2 separate regions of the Rattus norvegicus genome follow, and region 2 is linked to region 1. The links are chromatin contacts, called in public Hi-C maps. All regions are on one chromosome and are shown on one strand. Each heading gives the region's core, a stretch centred on a gene start, on an enhancer-like site or on the middle of the called end of the contact. The rest is flanking DNA. Distances are from core to core; before and after follow the strand shown. Region 1 overlaps St3gal1 (ST3 beta-galactoside alpha-2,3-sialyltransferase 1). Region 2 has its middle 270 kb from the start of St3gal1.

Region 1 (3,111 bases), core at 295-2,794:
GGTAGGAGTGTCTGAACCACATCGTCTGAGGTACCTGTGGTGAGTGAGGCTGAAGCAGAGGGCAATCCCTCCCCAGCAGCTCCTCCTTAGCTCTCCTAGTACAGGGTGCTGGGCCTCTAAAGTCCACTACTACTTAGTAAGGGATGGCCTCTGAGGACACAGTTATCCATGCATATCAGGGGACTTGCTCTAGTTTTTTGATTTCAAAATCCATTGATGCTGAAATACCTTATATTAAAAACAGTAGCAGCCTCGAGGACTCTGAATTCTCCCAGACACTGTGGTCAGATGGGATGTCCCGAGGACTGGCTGCTGCTAAAAGCCACTATAGGCAAGAAGTGCCAGGAAATGTCTTTACATTCTTACTGCTTTTTGGCTAATGTACATTCCAGGAACTCAGGTCTGAGACAGCGCAAGAGGAGACATACAGGGGACAAAGGAAGGCAGGCAGGCATGGTTCCTCAGGGACTGACTACAGCATACTGCCACCATGTGGCTGCTTGTCCATTGTGCGACTGAAACCGTAAGCCGGTATAAGGGAACTGGGTCTGGTGTGTGTGTGTGTGTGTGTGTGTGTGTGTGTGTGTGTGTGTGTGTACGTGTGTTGGTTTTGGTGTACTGTATATGTGTAGAGTGCATATTGTGTTAGGATGTGTGTTTATGTTTTTTATGTGTGTGATCTGTGTTGATTGAGTATATGTGTATATGTGTGATATGTTATATGTATATGTATGTTTTATATATATACACATACGCAGGTGTATATATATAGGTGTATATGTAGTATGTGTTGTGTCTGTGTACACTGTGTATGTGTAGTGTGTTGTGTATTTGCAGTTCGGATGTATATTCTGTGTGCTTTGAAAATGAACACGCCTGACCTGTGGTGAAGAAACAGATGTGATAGAAGAAAGGGGAGTCTAGAGATGAATGAGTCACACAGAGAAGATGCATGGTAAAGCCTGTCACTGAGGATAGGAGGCAGGGATGGAGACAGGGAGCGAGGGTGAAGTCAGACAGGGCTGGATACTGGCTACCTTTCCTCTGAAGTGCCTCTGCCCAGTGCTGGGTTCTTTGCTAAGCCTGTTACCTGTGCTAACTCAGTGCTTAATGCATGTGAATTAATAATAGTAAATTAATAATAACATAATAATAAATTAATAATAATTAATGGGTGTGTCACTATCCCAAATTTACCATGGAGGTCAGGCACAGGCCACTCAGCAACCTGGTCAGGCTCACACAGCCAGGCAGTACCCCCCACATTGCCTGGCTTTAGGGCCACATCTGTACATGTTGTCTTGGACCAGCAAGGGCAAGCAAGCGAGGTGGCATATAAACTGTAAAGTGCTGTACCAATCGTGAGGAAAGGATCACAGGCACATACCAGGTTCACATGGCCAAGTTCCATTCGAAGGCTTCTGGAAATAGTTCTTTAAAAATTCAAGTAAGAATGCTTCTGTCATTCAGAGCTGGCCTGTGTTCCTCCCAGGGTGTGGCTATCTCCTCTGTGTACACTGGACCTCAGCTAAGCAAACATTGGAGTCACAGGCCCTGTATCCAGTTGGGCCTCCTGGGATGCTTTGTTTTGATCTCAAGCTCCTCTGAAGATTAGCAAAGTCAAGTCCACGTGATGGACAAGAGCAGAGATTCATGGAGGTTAGGAAACTCACAACGGTCACACCACAGGGAATGGCTCCACACTGTCTCCTGAGCCCCCTTCCAATGGCGAGGGCAACATCCCAGGAGACCCTAGAAGACGATGCATACAGCCATTTCAGGACTGAACCGAACCCTCGAAGAGAAACTGCACCCAAGCAGAGCTCTGAACACACCCAAACAATAAAATAACTCTTTTTATTTACTTTGATTCAAATCATTGGAAATATTCAACAATAAATAAAACAGCAGTGGCTGAGGAAGGCAGATTTGCTAACATCATTGGAAATGCGTTCAGACCAATCAGGAGGATGATAAGATGTGGGCAGGAGAAAGCAAAGTTTAAATGGGCAATGCTGGGCCACAGGAGGCAAGGAAGGAAAAGCTTTTGGGCAGAAAGTGCTTGGAAAACTTTGGCTCTGAAGGAGACTTGGGAAATGGCTAAACTGATTGTGCCTGGAGGTGCAGGAGGGACCCACATCTACCTACTAGGGTGGTTTGATCAGGCTCTTGGGAAATAGTTAAAGTGATTGTGCAAGGGTCTGGGGTGGAGGCAGGAGTTACCCATGTTCACCCAGTAGGGTGTGCAAGATCCGGATTAGACTCTGGAGAAAGGGTTAAAGCTGTTGCCATGAGGCAGACTCTGGGCAGGAAGAGTCAAGGAACAAGCTAAATGAGCAGAAGGGTTAGGGAGGTAAGGATGGGGTTCAGCAGGGAGAAGCAGGCTCCAGGCCTAGCCTGGCTGATGATGCATTTACTATATTCTGAGGCAGAAGGCTTAGGGGCACTGCTCTGCTGGTCTCTGCTTGCTTTCTTCCCCATGCCTGCTTTTTCCAGGTATTAGGTAACACCTGGGGCACAGGAGAGGGTGACAAAGAGGAGAGATGATCTTATCTGAAAATTGGCTAGTCAGGCCTTGGTGGCTGAGCTGCCTAGGAGCCAATCTTTCTCACCTGACTATGATGGCACCTGTGGCTCCAGCTGCCAGGTTCTGAGGGTATACAGCTGTCACTCTATCCTCTGGGCCTCCCTCACCCTGCATGTTGGGAGCTACTTTGAGAGGCACAGGTGAAGCCTTCCCACCTCTGACAGGGAGGCCACATTCCCAGGAAGTGTGATGGGCCTTTAGCAGACCCGTGTGGCCACAGCGGAGACTGCAACACCAACTGTATCCTCCCTCCTTTGGTCTCTAGACCTTCAGATCGTCAAGCTCCTGGATAGTGGCTGGTGGCCTCCCCATTCTACACTGTTTTGGGGTGTGTTCCACTAACCACGCCCACATGGCTTATTGGATGATGTCTGATGCCCAAAAGCCATCCTAAAGACATTGAAATCAAGACTTTCCTCTTCGGCTTGTCACTTCCAGGAACCAAAGGCTACAGATCTGATTCTCTCTCCCCTAACAGAGGCTGAGAGGAGTGGAAGATTGCAACCAGTGCAAGAAACACCAGC
Region 2 (3,111 bases), core at 386-2,885, 340 kb after region 1:
CAGTCTGAAGAAGCCTTCTCAGAGCAAATGTACCATCTACATGCTGTCAATGCGGCACAAGAATTTCCCCTTTCTGTTGCTAATCTTTATTTCCAATATTCATACTCTGTCAATCATTCTTTAAACAAATTCCAAACTCATTCTTTATCTCAACCATTCTCATAATGCACAAATTATCTCAGGCACTTTACTAATTAAACATCCAGGAACTTGCCTTGTTATTAATTTCAGTTCTACTACCTCTAAAGCACGACAGTAATCATTATTAATCTCTTACCCTCAGCCACCAACCTTTTACACTATTGCTTGTCCACTTATGTACTTAGGAATTGCTTTCTCTATGCTTACCCATCCTCAAGCCAATTTTGCTTTTCTAGAAGAGCCAATTCTTGGGATGTTTTAAAATCTAAACTAAATTTTGTGTACAGAACTCAGGTTTTACACACACACACACACACACACACACACACACACACACACACACACGCACACACTTTTGCCCTCCCACAACACTGTTAGATTCTTGGAGACTCTATCAATAGTATGTGGGTGCTATAGTAGACAGTGTGAGCAGGCTCTTTCTCCACGGGCTCCTCCTGCACTTTGGAGTGAGTGTCTTCTTATTCATTGCCTGTGGCTGATTCACATGCTTCCCCCAATCAAGGCTCAGCTCCTACTGTTCCCAAGCTGCCCCTCTATGTGGAAAACCTCATTGTGATGCTTAACTCTTTCTAATTGACCAGGTCATAGGGAACCCAGATATTTAACCACATGTTATTCTTATCTATGGCAAGAGTTTTCAACCTGTGTGGATTGTGATTCCCTCTACAGGGGTCACATATGTGACATATCAGATGTCCTGAATATCAGGTATTTACATTACAATCCATGACAATACTAAAAGTATAGTTATGAAGTAGCAACAAAATAATTTTATGGTTGGAGGTCAGCACAACATGAGGAATTCCATTAATGCATGGCAACATTAGGAAGGTTTAGAACCACTGATATGTGGGGATGATTTGGGCTGGAAACTACATTTGAGTTGGTGGATTGAGGCAGACATCTCTCTCCCTCATATAGGAGTACCTTGTTCAGTCAGTTTATGACCTAAGAGAACAAAAACAGAATACCCTGAGAGCAAGTGCAATTTACTCCTGCTGGATAGCCTTGATCTTAGGCTCTGGTCTTTCCTGCTTTTGCACATGAACTGAGATCAACGCTCTCTCTGGACCTGCTGGCTTCAAAACAGAGCTATACTGTCTACTTTCCCAGACCTGAAGCTACCGGTCTGAACTCCTAAGACTCTAGCTCTCAGAGGCACACAAGAAACTCCTTACGTCAAATCAGAAATGAATCTCTCTCTCTCTCTCTCTCTCTCGCTCTCTCTCTCTCTCTCTCCTTCTCTCTCTCCTTCTCTCTCTGTAACTCTGTCTTTGTCTCTTCTCTCTCTCTCTTCCTTCCTTCTTTCCTTCCTTAAACTTTCCCTCGATTTCTGTTTCTTAGAAGCCCAAGAGACATACCTCCTTTGCTTCTGAGACGGGCAAACATTAAGGTAACTCCAACACCTTTGTCCTGGTTTTCACATCCTGTGGTGGTGGCTTCTGACCTTCTTTTGAACCAGAGAACACCCAAAGGTGATGAAACGTCAGTCATGATGCCATTATATCTTTATACAGTTCACTTTAGTATCTTTATTCACCTAACATGTATCCCTGCAAATGACCTTGACACAAGACAATAGTAAAAGATGATTTTTTGAGACACTATACAAATGTCATGCCTCCATTCTCCTTTATGAGTTTATGACAGTATAATGTACCTCAATGCATATGTGCAGTGTGTGTGTGTGTGTGTGTGTGTGTGTGTGTGTGTGTATGTGTGTCTGTGTCTTTAAGAATTAGAGACTAGCGGGGTTGGGGATTTAGCTCAGTGGTAGAGTGCTTGCCTAGCAAGCGCAAGGCCCTGGGTTCGGTCCCCAGCTCTGAAAAAAAGAAAAAAAAAGAAGAAAGAAAAACAAAGAATTAGAGACTAGCCTAGAGCTCCACCCACACCTCTTTCTTCTTGAGAGTTTCTGGCTTTGTTCTGGAATCCTAGAATCTGCGTAAGACTCAGTCTTTGAAGAAGTATCTGGGGTCAGAACCTTAAGGAGCACAATACTTCAGGGCCTGCAGGGTGTGGCCTGCTTTGAGCAGGAAGACCCCACCCATCCTGGTCATTGTTTAAATTGAATAGCCCTAGTAACTGTTCCAGGGAGATTTTGATGTTAATGCAGAAGTGAAACTCCCAGTGTATCTAACAGATCTGTGTTATGAGATGTCTTCAGGCATGAGATACCTGCCTACATGCCAGAAGGAAGGGGTCTGGAAGCACCCCTCACCCAGGGATTCTTCTGCCTGCCTATGGAATTGGTTCCAGTCTATCTCAGGGAACTGCATTTCAACCTGTTTAGTAATGCTCTAAAAATGAGGAATTTAGACTCCCCCCCCCCCCCGCCCTCTCAGCTAATGCATTCAGTTCCTCTCTGCTATGGCTTCTTTATCTGGCAATCTGAAATGGCAGTAGACCACTTTTAGGTGTGAATATAAGGACAGTGTCATTGTCAACCAAGGTTGGTTTTAACTTATGGCTGACCACGACCCCATCACCAGATGTCTTTCACCAGTTTTGGTGATCATCAGCCTGACCTGCTCTGCTCCCATCTATTCTAGTTCATTCCTGTTGCTGTGGCAAACCACCCAGACAAAAAGAACAAGTTAGGGAACAAGAGGTTTGGTTCAGCTTACAATCCCAGGTTGCCCATCATTGTGAGCAAGGCAGGAACTTCAAATAGCTGCCCATATCACATCCACAGACAAGAGCAGAATACTAGTGTGTTTCAGGCGCACTTACTGATTTGAACTGGGCTCAATTTCTCCACTCTTAAAAACCCTTCCAAGGGAATAGTGCCACCTACAGTGGGCTGGGTCTTCCCACAGCAATTAACTTAATCACAACAACCACCCACACGTGTGCCCAACAGTCAACCTAATTTGGATAATCCTTTATTGAGACTATCGTCAGGTGATTCTAGATTGGATCTTGCTGACAAAGTTCACCACCATGCATCCT

The links. Hi-C and Micro-C count contacts between places; a contact is called where the count stands out from the background.
Region 2: a Hi-C map of mammary epithelial cells shows a contact between it and region 1, with 4 times the contacts expected there. The contact joins two enhancer-like sites. A contact is called at or near these places in 8 of 12 Hi-C or Micro-C datasets (the A7r5 cell line, the Rat2 cell line, Schwann cells and 5 more).

What each region holds. Positions count from the first base shown.
Region 1 is chr7:100,732,462-100,735,572 of GRCr8, forward strand. It overlaps St3gal1 (ST3 beta-galactoside alpha-2,3-sialyltransferase 1), which reads right to left. Exons shown (of 9, transcript NM_001013219.2): 9 at 1,839-3,111. Among named protein-coding and RNA genes, the nearest start is that of St3gal1, 68 kb to the right of the region's middle. Within about 2 kb of position 1,545, at least 8 of the 93 cell types and tissues checked have an H3K27ac peak or open chromatin away from gene starts, as enhancers often do.
Region 2 is chr7:101,069,111-101,072,221 of GRCr8, forward strand. No RefSeq gene overlaps it. Among named protein-coding and RNA genes, the nearest start is that of St3gal1, 270 kb to the left of the region's middle. Within about 2 kb of position 1,636, at least 12 of the 93 cell types and tissues checked have an H3K27ac peak or open chromatin away from gene starts, as enhancers often do.